Linked DNA regions of Oryctolagus cuniculus: region 1 is linked to region 2. Evidence: chromatin contacts called from public Micro-C data. All regions are on one chromosome and are shown on one strand. Each heading gives the region's core, a stretch centred on a gene start, on an enhancer-like site or on the middle of the called end of the contact. The rest is flanking DNA. Distances are from core to core; before and after follow the strand shown. Region 1 holds the start of RPL3 (ribosomal protein L3). Region 2 holds the start of SUN2 (Sad1 and UNC84 domain containing 2).

Region 1 (3,804 bases), core at 531-3,030, 270 kb before region 2:
GGCCTGGCTCAACCACAGGATGGAAGATAGCTCTCTCCCTTTCAAATAAACTTTTTTTTTTTTTTAAATAAAGGAAATTGAAGTGAGATGCAGAGCTGAACTGACTTATTTGAGCCAGCTGACTGTCGGATTGACTGAAACTTGGCTATTAGTTACGTGAATGTGCACTGCTTTTTCCTTACAATTTATGTTATCTACTCGAAGGGCAGAGTTAGAGAAAGATCTTCTATCTGCTGGTTCACTCCCTCAGTGGCTGCTACAGCCAGGACAGGGCCAGGCCCATGCTGTGAGCCCAGAACTCCACCCAGGTCTCCCAGGGGGCGCAGGGACCCCAGCACGTGGCCCGTCCTCCACTGCTTTCCCAGGTGCATTACCAGGGAGCTGGATCGGAAGTGGAGCAGCCAGGACGAGAACCGGCGCCCACATGGGATGCTGGTGCCACAGGCAAGCGGCTTACCCCGCTGTGCCGCGCCCCGGCCCCTCTGTTCTAAGCTAGAGTGACTCCATCTGGCTGGGCTGACGGCCCAGTGCCCTACACACTGTGCTTAGCGCTCCCCTCCGTACTGGGGTCCCGGGCAGAGCGGGCCCTCAGAGAGAATTTCCGGAGGGAGCGGCTCAGGGGCCCAAGCTCCGTCTGCAACGAGGGGGTCATGGGACCCCAAGTCTGCAGCTGTGTGAACCCCACCCTGGTCAGATGGGCTTCAGCTCCGCCCTCACTGCCCCTGCTGTCCTGTGATCGCCCTCCTGGCCGGAAGCTTATTAATATTATTTTTTCTGTAAACAAGAGGACGATGCAGGTCTACCCCGTTGTCTGCAACAGTGAAATTAAAATTTTTTTTTTTCTTGGGAGGGACCCGAGCTCTGAACGGAGGTACAGCCGTTTCGAGTTGGTGCTCCTCGGCCACATCTCCACTCTGTGCTTCAGTTCCCGCTGACACACGGAACATTCCAGAAGGTCACCATAATCGTGGCATGCTTGTGTTGGAAGGGCTGTACTGTCGTCACCGCTTACTGGATTCTCACCCCGTCAGAGGGTGCCTACGGGAACACGAGCACTTAGGGTGCAGGTCCACTGGGGCCCGAGCCGCATCCGTGGCAGGCCAGGAAGGGGGGACCACGGTGCACCCTTCCTTATGGAAAGGGGCCGGGGAGGGTGCCGCCCTGAAGGCGGATTTTGAAACGCATCTGGGGTGCAGGCCCGCCAGGATGGGGTGAGGACTGTTAGCAGCAGGTGCAAAGGCCACGGCGGTGGACACTGGCCTGGGCGCCGGCCAGGGAGGCAGGGACGCAGCGCGGGGCCCGCCCGGCGACCTGGGCTCCCAGGAGCCCAGGGCTGGACGCAGGCTCGCCGCCGAGGCCCTCGGCACGAAGCGGGGGCCGCCACGGGGCGAGCGCCGAAAGGAAGCGGGCTACAGGCAAGGCGCAAGCTCGGGCCAGTCCCTCCGACGCAGACCTCTGCCCAGCTCACTGCGCCTGCCGACCCAGCGCGCCGCCGGAAATGGGCTGCCCTGGGCGGGCTGCGGCGCACCGCTGCTCCAGACGTTCGTCCGCGCCCCAGGAACGCAGCGGCGCCGCCATTTTTCGTCATCATTAAGTTTGACTTCTGTCGAACACCGTAGATTCGCTCCAAGCCCTGAATCCGCGTCCGTGTGGCGTCTCAACTAAGTTTGAGCCCAATCACTTGCCATAGCGTCCCTGATGCGGGTGTCCGCCCCTAGTAAAACGAACGAGCATGCGTGGAAATGGCACCCGAGGGCGCCCTCTGACCCGACGTCCGCCGCGGGCGCGCGCCCGTACGCCGGAAGAGGCGGGGCCAAGAATGACTTTATATATCGCGCTCCGCCGGGCCGCAGCCCTCTACCGGCTGGATAGGCGGCACGATGGTACGTGGCGTCTTGGGTGCTTTCTCTCTGTTGCCGATTCCGGCGTGGCCTCATCCGCCGGTCATCGTCGGCATCCTCGCTTGGCCTGAACCGGGAGCCACCCCTGGGAACACGGGGGACACAGTGGCGTCGGCGGTCAGGCTTATTTCTTAGCGTGCGGCGGACTGGTCAGCCGCTGGGCGGCCGGGCGGGAGGAGGCCCGGGAGCCGGGCGCTCGCTGTGAGGGCGGCCCTGTCGGGGGCTCGGCACCGCGTCCGGGAGACCGCGGGGGCAGGCGCGGGGCGCTGCGCCGGCGCCGTGGAGGGGAGTCGGGGCGAGGACCGATCGGGCGGGGGTGTGAGGTCCCGGAGCCGCAGGTGATGAACTCACTGACGGGCGGACAGAGTCCTTGTGCTGATCGTCAGGTTCTGATGGGGCTCTGGGGGGGCCGGGCGGCACGTGCGCGAGTGGGTGGGGGCGTCCCGGGGCCGTGCGGAGCTGCGCGGCCGAGCTGGCCTGCTGCAATGGGCTCCGAGCGCGAGGACGAGCGTCCGACTCCCCGGGGCTGGGCGCTGACGGGGTGCCGTCTGCAGTCGCACAGGAAGTTCTCGGCGCCCAGGCACGGGTCCCTGGGCTTCCTGCCCCGGAAGCGCAGCAGCCGGCACCGCGGCAAGGTGAAGAGCTTCCCCAAGGACGACCCGAGCAAGCCCGTGCACCTCACCGCCTTCCTGGGCTACAAGGCCGGCATGACGCACATCGTGCGGGAGGTGGACCGGCCGGGCTCCAGTGCGTGCGGGGCCGGGGGCGGGAGAGGGCCGCGGGCTCGCAAGGTCTGTGGGGGCAGCGGCTGGCCTGGGGTCTCCCTGCAAAGCCGCGTGGTGGGAGGCGCGCCCCGGGCGCGGAGCCGTGGGGTCTCCTTAAGCGCTTGCCAGCTGCTCCGGGCGGTGTCGTCCCGCCGCGGGGGCAGGCTGCAGGCGGCACCGGGGCCCTGCCTGAGCCGGCTGCCCGCCTCAGCCTCCGCTCTCTGAACTTCAGAGGTGAACAAGAAGGAAGTGGTGGAGGCCGTGACCATCGTGGAGACCCCGCCCATGGTGGTCGTGGGCATCGTGGGCTACGTGGAGACCCCGCGGGGCCTCCGCACCTTCAAGACGGTGTTCGCCGAGCACATCAGTGACGAGTGCAAGAGGCGCTTCTACAAGAACTGGTGAGGCCGGGCCGCAGGCCGGAGCCTCGGGCGGGGGCGGGGCTGACACGGTCTGCTCCTCCTAGGGGTGGGGGGCTCCCTGAGCACGGCCCCTGCCCCCGGGGAGGGCGCCCGGGGCCTCCCCCACAACCGGGGAGGGCCGTGCGCACGTGCAGCATTAACCTTGTGGCCTCCGCTCAGCTCCGCTCGGCTCTGTCCGATGAGCTCCATCCAGGCTCCGCTTGCCGCTGCAAAGCCGGCAATGAGCCGCCCGCCACAGGCACCGTGGGCCTCCCGCCCCCACGGCGGGTGATGAAGGCCTGGCGCGGACCCCCCCCCCCCCCGCTCTGCCCCTGAAGGCACAAGTCGAAGAAGAAGGCCTTCACCAAGTACTGCAAGAAGTGGCAGGACGACGCGGGCAAGCGGCAGCTGGACAAGGACTTCAGCAGCATGAAGAAGTACTGCCAGGTCATCCGCGTGCTGGCGCACACGCAGGTGAGCCCGCGGCCGGCAGGGGGCGCCACGCGGCCCCAGAGCTGCCTGAGGCGGCGTTCCCAAGCTCCCCTCGCTGGTTCCGTCCCTGGGCGGCCACAGCAGCTGGCCAGGCGTTCTTCCCAAGTGGGTGCAGGCGCCGTGGACTTGGCCGTCTTCAGCTGGCCTGTTAGCGGGGAGCAGAGATGGGACCGTCCACATGAGATGCCAGCTTCACTGGAGGGGGGCTCCAGCCACAGGCAGCTGCCGCCCTTTGACCCTGACTGC
Region 2 (4,095 bases), core at 654-3,153:
AGGGGCCAGGCAGGTGCAGGGCAGCTGGGCCGAGAGCAAGGCCCGGACGGTGTGGACACTCAGCAGGCAGGGGGGAGGCGAGAGGCCAGGAGAGGGGGACCGGGCCGTGTGTCGGCTCAGGAGGCTGTGAGCACGGTCATCAGAGAGGGAGGCCCAGGTACGCCCACAAGAGCCTTGAGTGCCAAGGCCCAGAATTTTCCAGAAGCTCTTCATAAGTCCCCTGTGGCTGCTGTCACGAATCGCCACAAGTCTGGCGACTGAGGGCCACAGAGATTTATTCTCTCTCAGTTCTGGGGACCGGATCTCTGAAATCGACACTGCCGGGCCCAAATCGTTGGCAGGACCGTAGCACCCTCCGGGCACTTCCGGGGAGGGCCCTGTCCTTGCCTTGTCCAGCTGCCTGTGGCTGTCCACAGCCCAGGGCTTGGGGCTGCCTCACCCCAGCCTGGCCTCCGCGGCCACACTCCCCTCTCCGCTGCCTCCCTCTTGAAAGGACACTTGCGGTTCCATGGAGAGCCCACCCTGATAATCCAGGATAATCTCCTCAAGTCAAGACCCCTAATTTAATCACATCTGCTGGGTCACGTTCCCGGATCCCAGGGATTAGCACCTAATCTCTGCGGAGAGCATTATCCCACCCACCGCCTCCCGCCGCCCAGCGCACAGGGGCCTCGCATCCTGTCCCTCCAGGAGGAGAGGAGCAGGCTCCGCAACGCAGACTCCACAGGAAGTGGCTGGGCCAGGACCGGGGAGCACCAGGGGCTCAGAGGACAAGAGGGCCCCTGGCCTCGCTGGCTGTGGCCCCTGCACCTGGTCTGCACCCTCTCTTCAGGGACAGGGGCGCCCCAGGCCGCAGGGGGCTCGCAGTCCAGGACCAGGAGCAGCGCCAGCCAGCCACCTGTCTCCACGATGCTGTGACGGTGGGCAACACCCACACCCGCTTGGGAATGGGGCGAGGGAGGCCCAGAGGCAGCCACCCCGCCCTCAGCGCCTGCCTGTGCCTGCCCCGCGATTTTGTCATTTCTACAGTTTCCTCTCTGTGAGAAGTGAAGCAACCCTGTTTCAACTTTCCCCGGAAGAGCTTCGCGGGAGGGACCTGGCCACAGAGGCGGCAGGTGGGAGCCAAGCCAAGGAGCCCCGGAGCCAGGTGTCCCCTCTGTCACCCGCTCCAAGTCTGGGTCAGGCAGGAGAACACACAGCCAGCCCTGCCTGCCTTCCACTGAATCTGGGGAACGCCCCGCCCCCCCCCCCCAGCCTCACCAAACCCAGAATCCCCTAAACACCATCACGTGCGTCTTGGGGTCCTCTGATCTAAGTTGCGCCTCTTTCTAACCGCGTGGCTTTAAGTAAGCCGTTTAAACCTCCGCGAGCCTTGTCCTCGCTTGGAAGTGGGCGTGGGAATGGGCAGTAAGGGGCCCTTGCGCAAGCCCCTGGCACGTCACGGCCACTGGGCAGGGGGTCTGCAGGCTCCCACCTTCCTCTCGGGCCTTCCTGGGCAATCCCCCAGTGTTTCTAAGACCCCGACATCAGGGCCTGGTACAGTCAGCCCGAGGGGCGCTGGGGGGCGCGGGCCGCGCCGCGCGTATCGGGTGAGGGCCACGAGGGGACACCCCCAGCTGTCTCCGGTGATCCGAGGACCCGGACCTGGAATCCAAGGCTCAGCCAGTCAGACCCGGCAGAACTCCCGTCCCAGGCTGGCCCCAGCTGCGTGCCCCGGCGGCCCGGGGTCGCAGCCTCCCCCGCGCAGACTCCCGGCCCGGCGCGCGGGGCCGCGGGGCCCATGGGGAGGGCGGGGCGAGTCGGAGCCTTTGTGTTCAAACCGGCCAATGGGCGGCATCGGAGGGCGGCGACGGCTGGCGGGGCCTGGCCAATGGGCTGAAGCCTGTCAGCGCTGACTGACAGCAGCACACATACACACTGGGCCACGCGCGCACAGCCCGGCCCCACTCGCGCAGCGCGGGCCACGGTCGGCCGCATTGTCCGCCCGCCAGCCCGCCAGCCCCTGTGGGTTCCGCGCTGCCGCTCCCTGCGCGCTCCGGCCCGGCCGCCGCTTCGGACCTGCGTTCAGCGCGGCCCGCGCCATCTCGACGCGGGAAGGGGGCGCGCCCCGTGGCGCCGCGGGCCTCGGACGCCCCCGGCCCCGCACGGAGCAGCCGCGAACCAGGTAACGGGGGTGCTAGGGCCGCTCCGCACTCCCCCGCGGGCCCGGCGCCCGGCCTGACCCCGGGTCAGCCGAGGGCCGCTCCGGCCAGGGCCGAGCTGCCAGGCCTGCTGGTCCGTCGCCGGGCCAAGCTGGGCCAGGCTCCAGCCCGGCCGGGCGCACGCCCCTGGGCGGGTGCGGAGGGCCCCGCGGTGCCCCGGCCGGCGCCTGACTCATCTCCCGCCCGCCCCCGCCCCCACGGCCCGCCGCGCCACTGGTCAGCGGGGAGGGCGGCGTCTCCGGGCGGGACTTCCCCGGGCAGAGCCCCGGCTGCCCCAAACCGGCCCAGGGCAGTGCCAGGCGGCTGCTGTCCCGCCAGGCAGGACTCCGGGAGCGCGAGGGAGGCCCGTCTCGTTCAGTTCAGAAACAAAACAAAACAAAACAGCAGAGGAGGGCGGGGTGTGACGGCGCGCGGAGCGGGGGCGGCGGCTGGGTGACAGCTCCCGGGGCTCAGCCCAGGGGGAGTGGGGTGGGAGTGCCCGGGCCCTTCGGCAGGTGTCCTGCGAGGCCCCCTCAGCTCGGTGCCCAGGATCTAGGCTAAGCCTCGAGATGGGGCGGAAACTCCGTATCGCCCGTGATGGGGGAAGCCCGGTGGGCTCCCAGGTGGGGACGCCTGCTTTGTGTGAGCGTTTCGTAACCCGGGTGTGTGCACAGATTACAGCTCCTCAGGCTCGCCTCTTGTTTTGGACGCTGGGCCCCCTTTTTTTTTAAGCCCGGGAAGCTGTAGCTGAATGGTGAACTGTTCTGTGATCCCAGGATGGTGCGAGGGAGGCTGAGAGGCTGGGAGCCGGGGAGGGTGCAGGCAGCCGGTCCTCACCAGGGACCCCAGGCCGCGGGCCAGGGCTGCGTCCACTGCAGCAGGGCAGGGGTTAAGAGGAGGGGCCTTCAGGTGGGGGAGGGCGGGGGTGGGGTGCGATTACCTTATAAGGAATGGAACTGAGCCGGGAGCCAGGCCAACTTCCTGCTCTGGCTACTACCGAGTGGGCCCTTTTACCCAGGGCAGGGTGCCAGGTGGGCACCCTCACTGGGAAGGAGCAGCAAGCCGAGACACGAGCTTGTGGAGATGGGCTTGCAGCTGGACGAACCAGGCGTGCTGGTTCCAGGTCCGCCCCGCCCCCGCCCCCTCCGGCCGAGAACTGGTCATTAGAGAGCAGCCAGGAGCAGCTGAAGTCCCAGGACTCTCGAGCGGCTTGGGCTGTAGCAGGGACCACGCTCGGCCTCCCTGCACACGCGGTGACAGGCGGGTGACAGACGCCGAGTCTTGGAGCTGGAAGACTTCTCCATCTTGCTCTTGCTGGGTCTTTTGTCCACACGGTCAGTTCCGGAGCTGGATTTCTTGGCCCCGTGGTGATTGGTGGGCGGGCAGGGACCTCCATGGCACCCGCCCGCGCTGCTGGTTTGTTAGCGGATACTTGTTATGCGATGACTGTGTGCAGCCTGTCACCTCCCAAACAACTTGAAAACTTCGTGGAGGAGAGAAAGACGCAGCCTCGAGCTCAGCCCCGGCTCTGTCGCTGACAGCCTGGGCGGCGGGAGCCTCACCGTCCCCGGCTCCTCCCTTGCAAATGGGAGTGTTGGTGGCCGCCCTGCTAGGAAGGGGAAACCTGGTACTGAGCGGGCGTTAGCACAGTGTTTCGGTGTCAGCTCAGCACGGTGCATCCGGGGCTGGAGCTGGGGTGACTGGGCAGGTTTGTCTGGGGCCCCAGGGCGGGGGGTGTCGCTGCTGAGAGGTTGGGGGAGACCAGAGCCAGGTACCATCGTGGGCTGGGGCTTCTGCTCAGCGTCAACCCTGTGCAAAGTCCCACGCGAGAATCTCCACGGTTACCAAGTGGAGCTCGAGGCCATGGGGTGCCAGGCGGTGCCCAGGGCCTGTGCGGGGTGCTCTCTGCTGCCAG

The links. A called contact is a pair of places that touch in the nucleus more often than the background predicts.
Region 1: a contact with region 2 is called in a Micro-C map of ear pinna, with 4 times the contacts expected there. The contact joins the promoter of RPL3 here to the promoter of SUN2 in region 2. A contact is called at or near these places in 2 of 6 Hi-C or Micro-C datasets (ear pinna and an unstated tissue).

What each region holds. Positions count from the first base shown.
Region 1 is chr11:115,614,089-115,617,892 of mOryCun1.1, reverse strand. It overlaps RPL3 (ribosomal protein L3), which reads left to right and starts at 1,780. Exons shown (of 10, transcript XM_002711388.5): 1 at 1,780-1,883; 2 at 2,456-2,648; 3 at 2,898-3,066; 4 at 3,405-3,540. The coding sequence starts at 1,881. It overlaps LOC127491215 (small nucleolar RNA SNORD43), which reads left to right and starts at 2,235; the gene lies at 2,235-2,298. LOC127491250 (small nucleolar RNA U82P) reads left to right here and starts at 3,352; the gene lies at 3,352-3,404.
Region 2 is chr11:115,346,500-115,350,594 of mOryCun1.1, reverse strand. SUN2 (Sad1 and UNC84 domain containing 2) reads left to right here and starts at 1,903. Exons shown (of 18, transcript XM_070052930.1): 1 at 1,903-2,164.